Regions from separate parts of the Mus musculus genome. Here regions 1 and 3 are each linked to region 2. Evidence: chromatin contacts called from public Hi-C and promoter capture Hi-C data. All regions are on one chromosome and are shown on one strand. The core of a region is the stretch at or near the end of the contact, and the rest is flanking DNA. Distances in the headings are between cores, read along the strand shown.

What was found. Promoter capture Hi-C pulls out the DNA fragments that hold promoters and counts their contacts. A called contact is a pair of places that touch in the nucleus more often than the background predicts.
Region 1: a Hi-C map of B cells shows a contact between it and region 2, with 7 read pairs. The contact joins the promoter of Otud7b here to the promoter of Psmd4 in region 2. A contact is called at or near these places in 1 of 39 promoter capture datasets (liver) and 1 of 484 Hi-C or Micro-C datasets (B cells).
Region 3: a contact with region 2 is called in a promoter capture Hi-C map of pre-B cells. The contact joins the promoter of Lix1l here to the promoter of Psmd4 in region 2. A contact is called at or near these places in 2 of 39 promoter capture datasets (cranial neural crest and pre-B cells).

Annotation. Positions count from the first base shown.
Region 1 is chr3:96,102,650-96,106,292 of GRCm38.p6, forward strand. Otud7b (OTU domain containing 7B) reads left to right here and starts at 1,878. Exons shown (of 12, transcript NM_001025614.1): 1 at 1,878-2,170. It overlaps Gm30044 (a long non-coding RNA gene), which reads right to left and starts at 1,707. Exons shown (of 2, transcript XR_375856.2): 1 at 1,539-1,707.
Region 2 is chr3:95,040,668-95,044,722 of GRCm38.p6, forward strand. It overlaps Psmd4 (proteasome (prosome, macropain) 26S subunit, non-ATPase, 4), which reads right to left and starts at 1,947. Exons shown (of 10, transcript NM_008951.2): 1 at 1,841-1,947. The coding sequence starts at 1,866.
Region 3 is chr3:96,599,695-96,603,731 of GRCm38.p6, forward strand. It overlaps Lix1l (Lix1-like), which reads left to right and starts at 1,439. Exons shown (of 6, transcript NM_001163170.1): 1 at 1,439-1,779. The coding sequence starts at 1,488. It overlaps Gm52628 (a long non-coding RNA gene), which reads right to left and starts at 1,405. Exons shown (of 2, transcript XR_003954672.1): 1 at 617-1,405; 2 at 1-523. Ankrd34a (ankyrin repeat domain 34A) reads left to right here. Exons shown (of 2, transcript NM_001024851.3): 2 at 1-84.

The sequences.
Region 1 (3,643 bases), core at 628-3,127, 1.1 Mb after region 2:
CTGAGCTGGGACCAGAACCCAGGTGGCCTGGCTTCCAGCCCAGCTGACCACACTGCTACCCACACAGACAGAGCTGGCCAAGACAAGTAGCCCATTGAGCAATTACACAAACAACAATGCCTGATGGATGGTCGGAGTAAGAAACAGGCACAGAGCAATGGCAACCCCATCACTTCCTGATCCCTAAATTTCCAGGCAGGCCTACAATGTGCGATCGCTTAAATGGCTTTGACCAGCAACTTGGCTCAACTTTTTAATCTGGACCACTTTTTGTGGTCATTGCCACAAAACAAAAACAAAAACAAAAACAAAAACAAAAACAAAACAACAACAACAACAAAACCAACCCCTCTGCCTTGTACTTAAGGTGGAGAGAGCCTTTGAGCTCCATACCTGGTCCTAAGGAGTGTGTGAAAGTGTGTTAAACATAGTTAATCGATGAGTGTGAAAGCAGCTCTCAGTTTTGCAGAGTTCTGCCTTCCCACATCAGACTTAGCCAGCAGGGGCTAGTATGATCTACGGAATTCAGTGAGACCAAATCCTACCCTCTTCTCAAATTTGTCACAAAATAGTAGTTGCAATCGGTACTCCCTGGATCTTCTAAGCTCTGGCTTGCTAAGTTGCATTGTAAGTTGTGGTATCTTCCAAAGGCACCAGCTACTTTGCTTGGCTGAGACATGTATACGTGGCCTTAGGTTCAGCCCTAAACTTTCAACTCTAAACTTAAGGGTATTTTTCCAGTGGGTTTCCTGTTTCAGGTGTCAGTTCCTAGTCTGGATAATTCTGTGCTCTATCCTTCCCCATTAGAAACCAAAATTCTCAGCGAATACTGAGGAAAATGAAGAGCCAACTGCATTATGCTTTTACATAAACCCAGTGAACATAATTTTGATAATAAACACTGCCTTGAATGTGTGGATTCTAGAGATCTGAGTTAAATTTTAGGATTCATTTGGTTAGAGTATAGCATAAGCTGGGCCCATTTTTGTGTTTTCAATAAAGTAGTTCTTCTGGAAGCAGTCCATATTCCTTTACAAACATGAAAGGCTGAGATGGCTTGTTTGTGTGCTCCTAGGCACAGCTCATTGTAACCTCCGTGACATATATGTTTGTTTTGCTTTATATAAAATATTTCAGTGAATTCTATTAATACTAAATTGTTAGATTGCTGATGCTTGGGATTTATGTCTTGTTGCGTTTTCTATTTCCAGTCTTCCAGAATACAGTGCTTTTACAACAGTAGGGCTTCAATAAGTAAAGGCATTGAGTTATGCTGTAATGTTGTAAAAACACATTGACAATGTGTTTTTACAACATTAACTAAAAAACTGACTGTGGCAGGGATGTTACTAAGGGAGTATTGTTATGCAAGTGAATATAGCAAAGGGTACGTTCACGTCAAGAGTGAAGGAACAAGGGGAATGCATAGCTGGGTGGGGCTGGTTTGTAAGAAGCGATGTTCAATTCAGTCTGGTTGGTCCAGGATTGCGTGGAGTAACTAGAATTTCAACCTTCTCAAGTATTTTTATCCTTCTCACCTTTCGAAAGCTACTCCGCCAGTCTCCATTTCTTCCCTTAGGGCTGGCGCCAACTGATGCGACCCCAAAGTCTTAACAGTCCATGCCGAGCTCCCAGCTCCCGCTCAAAAGTGCCTCCGCCCGGGGGCTCGGGGACGCGAGCCAAAAACGCGCGGGGTCACGCGCCGGGCAAGCGCCAAACCGGCCACAGCCCCAAAGCGGTCCCGAGGGCGGGGCTGCTGCGGGGAGGGGCGGGGCGGGACGGGGCGGGGCCGGCCGCGCCGGGCGGGAGGAGGCCCGGGGGCGGCTAGGGTGTCACCGCCAACCCGCTCCGGCCGGAAACGGGCGCTTGTTTCCGGCCGGACGGCCGAAAGCCACCGATCCTGAACCAGCCGCTGGAGTCGGAGTGGCGACCCGGTGTGGAGGAGCCGGCGGAAAGCCATTGGGAAGAGGCCAGCTCCGGTCAGTCCCGGCTTGGCTCCAGCTCTATCTCCTGTGGAGAGCAACAGCCGCGGTCGCAGTGTCCGCCTCCGCCTCCATCGTCGTCGGGGGAGGGGCCGCTTGGACCCCGGGGTCACTGCCGAGGAATGAGGCGAGGCGGCCGGGCCCCGCGCTCCGCCCCGGCCTAGAGCCTTGCCCCGAGAGTCGCGAGGGTAACGGAGACCCCAGCCCTGACACCCTCCCCATCTCCTCCCCGCTCCTCCCGCCTCTCCAGCGCCCCAACTCTGCGTCGTCGAGCTCCACTGCTCACTCTCTCTGACGAGACTTCACCTGAAGCCATCTCCCCCTGAGCACCCGCTCTCTGCTTGGTCCCCACCTTCCTCCTTCACGCCAATCTTTCACCTGCGTCCTGCGCTCTCAGCCCTGGCCGGCGGTTCCTGTCCCTTCCCCAGCTGTGCTGGGCAGTTTGGATAGTCCCCTCTTGTCAGCTAGACTTTGGGAGACGGATGGCGGAGTTTTAGGGTGGTCTAGATGCAGCCCCCCCCCCCCAAGTAGGATAAAGTTCTTTTAAAGTCACTATAAAAGTAAAAAAGAAAAGCCAAGTTTGTTCTTAACGATAGCCAAACTGAGGTGCGTCCAGTAATGGAGGAAGGGGGGTAGGGAGGGAGGAGAGAGAGAGGGAGAGGGGAGAGAGGAGAGAGGAGAGAGAGACTGTGGTGAGTGTAGGTGTAGAAATTCTAGGGCAGGCTTATGGACTTCAGAAAAAAAAAGTTTCTGTGCGCTGATGGAAACTTTAGAAGCTGATGATGAGTAAGCTGGGGGCTGTGTGATCGCACTCTTCTCATAATTACTAGGTTAACGGTGTGGCTCCTGTTGAGATGGAATGGGATTTGTTTACTGGGCCGGCGTATTTTTAGCCTGTCGGCTCACAAGGACCAGCCCTCAGAGTCTGTCTCTCTTCTCTGGTGATAGAGTGTCAGTCTAACATAGGTGTCTTTTCTGGGCACAAGACACATGTAAAAATGGGGAAGTTGAGAGAAGCGAACTGGTGAGATTTGATCTAAGAGGTTATTCCCCCTCCCCCAAATTTTTTTTTCCCCTTAGGGAATTTTCATGACTGCAAAGCCAATCGCTAACCCGCTTTGACTTTGGCTTTCTTTATCTTTTTGTGAATACTACATAGGGTGTTTTATTTAGAAGCTGGTAATTTGTGGGTCTTTGGCTTTTCCTACAATATACTTAGGTCTTTTAGGATGCTGGATCCCTTTGTGTCTCAAAACCTGTCAGGTGGATAAGAAAAATAAGGAGAAGTGGTGGTAAGAAGACTCCAAAGGAGTAGCTAATTTCTATTTTTTATTTTTTTCTATGTTGCATATCTAAAAAGACATTTAGGAAATGTGTTTCTTAGTCAATGAGATTCTGTTCCTGAGGGATGGAGAAGTCTGCCAGGGAGAATCAGACTTGTAGTTAAATGTTGGCAGTATATAACTTACATAGGAACACATTCTAGGTAAACAATGAGGAATTAATTATGTTCTTTACCCTCATTGTTTTTCAAGCAGGTCTTTTAAGTTTACTAACCTGCTGTGCTAGTCTATTGATATTTTGAAGGTTAAAGAGAATGTAAAATAAAAGAAATTGCTGTTCCTCCTGTACAGCACTGAATGCAGTCTGTTCTGACTTTA
Region 2 (4,055 bases), core at 697-3,196:
CTAAATCCATCTTCTATTTTAACATACTCTATCCCAGAAGTGAAAGCAAACTTAGAAAACAAAAATAGGGCTGGTGAGATGGCTCAGTGGGTAAGAGCACCCGACTGCTCTTCCGAAGGTCCAGAGTTCAAATCCCAGCAACCACATGGTGGCTCACAACCATCCGTAACAAGATCTGACTCCCTCTTCTGGTGTGTCTGAAGACAGCTACAGTGTATTTACATATAATAAATAAATAAATCTAAAAAAAAAAAAAAAAATTAAAAAAAAAAAAAACAAAAATATAGGACTTAAAAGTTAAATTTTAATTTCAGATGAATAATGAGTAACTTTCGAGATTTATATTTATTGTTTTTAGGTGTGTGTGCGGGCACCTACAGAGATCAAAGGCACTGATCTTCTGGTCCTGTCAAGAAGGCAGCAGCGAGGGGCGTGGTGGCGCACACCTTTAATCCCAGCGCTCGGGAGGCAGAGGCAGGCGGATTTCTGAGTTCGAGGCCAGCCTGGTCTACAAAGTGAGCTCCAGGACAGCCAGGGCTACACAGAGAAACCCTGTCTCGAAAAACCAAAAAAAAAAAAAAAAAAAAAGAAGGCAGCAGCAAACAACATGGGTGCTTGGAACCAAACTCTGTGCTCTTACCCACCCAACCATCTCACCACCCTCAACAAGTAACTATTTTGTTGTTGTTTTTGTTTTATTTTACCACCTTTTGAGACAGGGCTTCTCTGCATGTCCTAGAACTTGCTCTATAGACCAGGCTGGCCTCAACCCCTAAGAGATCCACCTGCCTCTGCTGCCCAAGTGCTGGGATTAAAGGTGTGTGCCACTACTGCCCGGCCCCAACAAGTAACTTGTAAGAGCAATATTTGGGTTGGACTTAAAATTCCCTTTCATACTAAAAAATCACTCATGATTTGCTTGAAATTCAAATTTAACTGGGCATTCTGGTAGTCTTATTTTGAGACAGAACCTTGCTAGGTAGTCCTGATCATGAAAACTCCCTGTCTCATCCTCCAAGTGCAGGAAACCAAGCTTAAGCCATCCTGCATTTAGGTGGCAGTGCTAGCCAATCTCCAAATGAAAACATGGGCCTAGTGACTCAAGTTTTTAATCCTACATACTCATTCCAAGTTCAAGGCCAACCTGTGCATCTTCTCAAATAGCGACTTCAAAGCCAGTCTGAGCTACAGTGTCAAAGCTCCATCTAAAACAATAATGATGACAAATAATAAATGCAATCCAGGTGTGTGATGAGGCTCATTGGTAGAGCACGTTCCCAGCGTTCACAATGCTCTGGATTCAATTCCCAGAAAACACAAAACAAAGTCCTCTTGTAGCCCTGAAAAAAAATATGTTCTCAGCTTTCTATTTATTTTCTTGTCCTCAGTTTCTAATCTAACTCTTAATAGGTACTCATCCCAAGTATAAACCTGATAAAACCTAGTTCATCCTGCTTATCACGGCCTCTTAATTTGCTGTGTGACTACAGCGGATCCCCTAAAGTCCTTCCGACTCATTATGAGACAAGGACTATTTTCCAAGAATGCGGTTGTGAGGTTTACATGCGATAAAGTACAGAGAAAAGAAAAACTTGGAGGCGAGTGGAGGGGGCAGTTGGCCTCTGCTTTATGGGAGACCTGAAATTCAGGGAAGGGAACAGGAGTTCCCGGGCCTGCGTTCCTGGGCCGGGATGACTCAGGGAGTCGTCTGCCAGAGTCCCGCGGGCCCCGAAGCCACATCTCGCCCGGCGACCCAGTCCCCAGCCCAGGCCCTCGGGTTTCGGCGCCACGCGCACCAACAACCCAGACGCGCCCCCCAGCCACGTCCGAAGCTCCTCACCAAACCATAGTGCTCTCCAACACCATCTTGCCTCCTTCCCTCTGCGGACCGGCTCCGGGACTGACAAACAACAGCACCTCCGATTGGCCTGGTGCTCATCACCAATCAAAGAACTCAGTCTTCATGCTGCCCCGCCTCCGCGCCCCGCGGTGTGTTCTGGGACTTGTAGGCGCCACAGAAATGGAAAGGTTGGTTATCCAATAGAGTTGGCTACCTTCGCAGCAGCTTCCGGAACAGCTGTAAGCTCTCTGCACTCGCCTGGCAGCAACACTCCAGTGTGAGGCAGGAGAGCTGTAATTTACCCCCTCTTCTGCTCTCTTTCTTTTGTATATTTGGGTTTTTGATTTGTTTTTGTTGTTACGGTTTGAAAAAGGATGACAGCAATTCGCTGTGGAGCTCAGGCTAATAAACTCTATTGCTTCACCTCCCAGTGCTGTTTACAAGGGGCACACTCATGCTAAGATCTGAACTGCAATTTCCAGGCCAACGTGGGCAACATAGCTACTACGTAGTGACACTGCCTCGAACACATAACAGACACTCATGAGTGCATACACTACTGTGGATATGTCAGTCCAAGCATAATCACTTAAAAAGTGTGTCAGCATCGTTAACCACATTTTAACTTCCTGTTTCCCATTGCACTGTGTTTATGCAACTGCTACAAACACTTGTATCCTCAAATTCGATTTACCTATCTACTGCCTACCAAAAAAAAAAAAAAAAAAAATCTATGCAATTCCTAACTCCAGTATTGAGTCTGACAGGATGAAGGAATCCAGAAAAGTTTTGACCAATTAAAAAAAAAAAAACAAACCAAAAAAAATTTTTAAGCGTTTGTGTGTGTATTCAGGCCCTGCAGAGGCTGGAAGAGAATATCAAATCCGGAACTGGAGTTCCAGGCAGCTGTGAGCTGCCTGTCTTGAGTTCTGGGAACCGAACTCTGGTCCTCTAGGAAGAGCAGTAAGCGCTCTCTCATAAGCACTGAGTCATTTCCCCAGCCCGCAGTAAACACCATGTAATCACCCAAGGAACGAAGGATAGCCAGCAAGTTATTTTGGTTTGTTAATTAACCTTTAACACCAACCCTTGGGAAGCAGAGGCAGGCATCTGTGGGTTTTAGACCAGCCTGATCTATATAATGAGTTCCAGGGCAGCCAGGGTTATACACAATAAGACCTTTTCTGGGGGTCAAAGAAAAGAAGACCTGTTGGCACTTGCCTGCGATCCCACCTATATAATGGAATGATTACAAATTCATGGTCATCTTGGAAATTTAGTGAGAGAATTCTCAAAAATAAAAAGGGAGAAGGGCTTAAAAGATGTCTCATAGTTAAGAGTCCATCCTGTTTTAGTAGAGGAGTAGCATTCTGTTCCCACCATCCATATGGGGTGGCTAACAGCTGCTTACAATTCCAGCCCCAGGGGACTTGATGACTCCTTCCGGCCTCTGTGGTTATTCAAGTAAACACACACACACACACACACACACACACACACACACACACACCTACACACACCTACACATACACACAGCGAGAAAGAGAGAGAGAAACATATATACACACAGAGAGAACATACACAATACACACAGACACCTTAAAAAATAAGAACTTAAAAATGAACGAGTACCTGAGGAGGGCCTCAGTGGTCAGTGCTTGCTGAGCACAGCCAAGGCCCCAATTTCAACCCTTAGTAAAAATAAACAAACCCCAACACTACCAAAAAAAACCCCACAAAGTTCTGCCAGGCAATGGTGGTGAAGGCCTTTAATCCCAGTACTCAGAGGCAGAGGCAGGCCGATCTCTGAATTTGCTGCCAGCCTGGTCTACAGAGTGAGTCCAAGACAGCCAAGGCTACACAGAAAAACCCTGTCTCCAAAACCAAGACAACAACCACAAAATTCAAAATGCTTTGATTAATTAGTACCCCACAACCCAGGAAATACAATAGGAAATCCTGGTCCTGGTTTCTAGTTCTTGCAAATGCTTTATAGATTTTAATAAAGTATGCTTTAGCTAAACTTACTTATTTGTTCTGCTTTTAGGAGTACAGTTTTTCTGTCTTTAAAGGCTTTGCTTATTTTATAATTTTACATGTATGTGTATTTTCCTTCTTGTATGTACGTGTACCACATGCATGCAGTGTCTGCAGAGGTCCAGAGGGAATCAGAGTCTCTGAGACTGGAGTTACAGACCCTTGTGAACAGCCACAT
Region 3 (4,037 bases), core at 189-2,688, 1.6 Mb after region 2:
GAACAACCCCCCACAGGTAGAAGTGGGGAGCAAGCCTAAGTCAGTCCTCTTACCACTTGTCAAATAAATGTGTTCAGAAGTCTGTTTTGTCACTGCTGCCTGAAAGTGTGGGTTGGGGGGGGGGGTGAAGAGAGAGGGCATGGGAGGGTGAGACTTACAGTCACAACTACTCAGGGAGCCAATCTAGAGGCTGCAGCTACTTTCTTTCCAGGAGACCAACTGACCAGTAGTGGTTGTAGAAGAAAAGGCAAATGGGCCCTGTGTTCTGAGGTTTTAAGGCATTTGGTGGGCCTCCCCCCAGCCTCCCCATGCCTGACTTTTAATGATTTAAGATTCTTACTGCCCCTCTTCTCCATAAGCAGATGCTACTTCCTACATCTTGACCACACAGGTTTTGTTGTTGTTTTAAATACAGGGTTTAATTTCATTTCACCAGGTGTGCCTTTATTCATTTTCTTCTAACCTCCATAGTCCCAGGTCTCTTAGCCAACCCTAGGAGAGGGGGTGGGGCTAGTAACTTCACCTAAGGGGAAAAGGAATGGTCAGTCAACAAAAGGGTGTCGCAGCTTGTGTGCATGGATGTCTGCTGGGAACAACTGTTGGAACCCAGACTTACCTGGATCAAGCACCCTTTCCATCTATGTCCTGAATTTCTCTGTTTGATAGGTTTCTGAGTGTATTCTAGCTCACTCTTTCTGTACAGTGATAAACACATTCTACGTTCTCTGACTCCCTTAGTGAGTAGCTGAAGTCAGAAAACCATTCCTGAATGTAAATAGTGAAAAAAGGAAAATATTTGGATTAAAACACTTAATGTCTGAATCTCCCTTGCCATCCAGCCATTTCATGTATCTAATCTTCCTGAGCATCACTTTTCTTGTTTGTAAAATAAAACCTGGTTTGTACTTGGCAGCTATTAAATAAGGCAGTGCACTCAAGTATATGACATAGCATATTCTCACTAAAGTCAGCACTATACTCAGTTTTCACTCCACCACCAATTGTGTATGAACTTAAAGATGAGTCACATCACTTCTCTGAACCGCATCTACATCTAGAAAGTAAAGTGATCAGACAAATGGTCCTTAAGAAACCTCTCCAGCTACAGTTCTATCCAGCCTTGCATCCAGGCCTATTTTCCCTTCAAGCCCCGCCCCAGGGGTCTGGCCGGATTTCTATCGCTTACCACAGGATTCCCAAAGATGCTCCGAAGCTCTCTCTCTTAGACGATTTAGCCTTTTCTTTATTCAATTGGTTCCCGTGCCTCCGCCTTCCTCAATCATTTGCCTAAGGTGGCTCAGGAGCCCACCCCTTTCCTCCCTCTCCACCAGTGATTGGCATGGCATCTGGTTCGTCCCGCCCGCTCTTGACTGACAGCTGGATCCCGGCACCGCCCTCAATCCCCTGGCTCTTGCTCACTGGGGTAGCTGGGACCGTTAGCTCGCCAGGCTGGCAGGCTCCGGGGCCCAGCTCCGCCGGCCACCGGGATGGAGACGATGCGAGCACAGCGGCTGCAGCCCGGTGTAGGCGTCGGTGGGAGAGGCACTTTGCGAGCGCTGCGGCCAGGGGTGACCGGGGCCCCGACTAGCGCCGCCACACCCCCCGTGGGCCCGCCGCCCGCCCCGCCGCCCCCCGCCCCGCCCCCGCCTCCGCTGCTTCTGGCTGGGGCCCCCGGGCTGCCCCTGCCCCCCGGCGCCGCGGGTAGCCCTGCGGTGCTGCGCGAGGCTGTGGAGGCGGTGGTGAGGAGCTTCGCCAAGCACACGCAGGGCTACGGTCGAGGTAAGTGTCGGGAACTGGCCTCCTGCGGGACACCCTCTAGTCAAGAGCCTGGCTCCCACAGCTCCCACTGTCCTCACAGTGGCTCCGCTTGGCGTCCAGCCTTCGCATGCATTTCCTTTTGGGGAGTTTCCTTCTGGACACACACACAAGCGCGCACGCGCGCGTGTACACACACACACACACACACACACACACACACACACACGAGTTATTAATGCATTCTTCAGGGACTCCTGTTTTCAGATGCAATTCTCTTTTCTTCCCAACTTTTTCTCTGTCAGCAGGCTTAAGATTTTAATGTCCTTCTCCCTTTAAGAACCCGCCCCTATTGTGTGGGATCCTCTCCTTTATCTCAGACCCAGGGCATTTCTCATCCTTACCCTTCTCTGTCTTCTCTCTCTGATCTCAGCAATTCCTGTACTCCCATCTCCTGAGCCCTTGTACTTCATCTTCTGAATCTCGACTTTTTAGTTCTTCACATACTTAACTTACCCACCCCACCTCCCACCATGAAATTTCCACCATGACTTCAGATCTGCTGGAGAATTATTAGGTAGTGCTTTCAAAAGTCACTCACAATAATTGTTCCTTTGAATCTGAACCCACACCATTGAGGCCGTGCCAGCTTCCTGTGACTTGGTGCCTCGCTTTAGTGTCTTAGTTTGGAGCCTCACAACTCGGGCCTCTGTCTGTCTGGCGCTGTATTCCTGGCCCTTGCCCAGGAACTGAGGATAAATCTCAGGCCCTGGCTCACTCAATGCTAAATTCTGTGGAAACAAGCCAGGCAACAACCTTATTTTGCTTAGAAATTGCCGGCTTAAAGATGCCTAATTTCTGGGAAGAGGGATGTGAGAATTTTCTTTGTTGTTTTTGTTTAGGCAACGTTAACCAATTTCCTGTCAGAATCCTGGTTCCAAATTCATAGTTTAAACGACAAGGAACACACAGTGAAGGGTGTATGACTCAGACTTTAAGTCTGGAATTTCCAACACATCCCTTCTGTTTCCTTGATCAGGTCCTCCTGGGTCTAAAAGTGACTGCCTCCTTGCTGTTTTCTAGGAGAAAAGTTGCACAGCTCACCCCACCCTCTTTCTTTCTTTCCAGACTGTTGGTTGACCTCCTTCCGCCCCACTCTTTGCTTCCTTTTGGAAGCTTCAGTGAAAAGAGCAGACAGGCTTCGGAGGCCTGTCAGTCCCGGCTCTGTCTTTGGGCAAAGGGTCTCATAACTTCACTGAGCAGCAGTTTCTTCAAGGATTGTGCACATTGATGACAGATTGGGCACTTAAAATGATTGCTAGCCCCGATTTTCTGGTCATCTCTTCCTTGAGACCATGTTTCACTTTCTTCTACTCTTAAATGTTTGTGTCTTTGTGAACAGGAAGATTTCAGTGAAGTTGAACGTTCAGATCCACTCTGCTGCACGCCTGATGGCTCATTTATTCTCCCCTTCTCTTTGCTCTCTAACCAGTTTGAATTGCAGCCAGGCTAGGATTCTGTAGGGTGCTGGGCTACAAATGGATGCACTTCTGAAGCTACTGAGTCAACAGAGTTACTTTCCAGGTCGGTTAGAGTAAACAAGGTTTAACATGGCTACACCATAAATATGTCCGGCTCTTTTTTATCTCATTCTGAGGGAAGCATTTTGCCTCGGGTGTAGTAGTAACCAGAACTAGCTACCCTATGTCTAAAGAGTTCCTCTTGGAAACTTACAGGCACTTATCGACATGATAGAGAAATGTACTCTTCCCTCACCCATGTTTCTATGCCCCGAAGAACCTCTAATCTGGCTTCTAAACCGAGTGTCTGGAAAACCTTTTTAGTTTCCTAAGAAAGGACGAAGGAACAAAGGGATTGTGCTGACGAGAACAATCAGGCTTCAGAGTCTGTGGTGCATCTCCCCTTCAGTCTCCCCACCTCCCACCATCGTCTTATTATTCTTGAGTTTCTCATTTCCAGTCTGGGTGTCCAGCCAGGGCTGTAGGAGAATTTGGCTCTCTGCTGATTTGGCTCAAAGTCGCTCACCACATGGAATCACTTACTCTGCTTCAATTAATAGGCAAAGCTGCCCTTGGCATACACCCATGTACCCTTGTGACTGATGGCAAGATATTCAGGGGATGGCTCTGTTGCCCTGAATACAATTTACTTTGGTCTCGGTCCAGATCGCTTTCTCATCTGAGGATACCTTACATGCCATCTTCAATTCACATCCTTCATCCTTTTCCTGAAGACTCTAAGCTCACCATTTCCAGTACTGA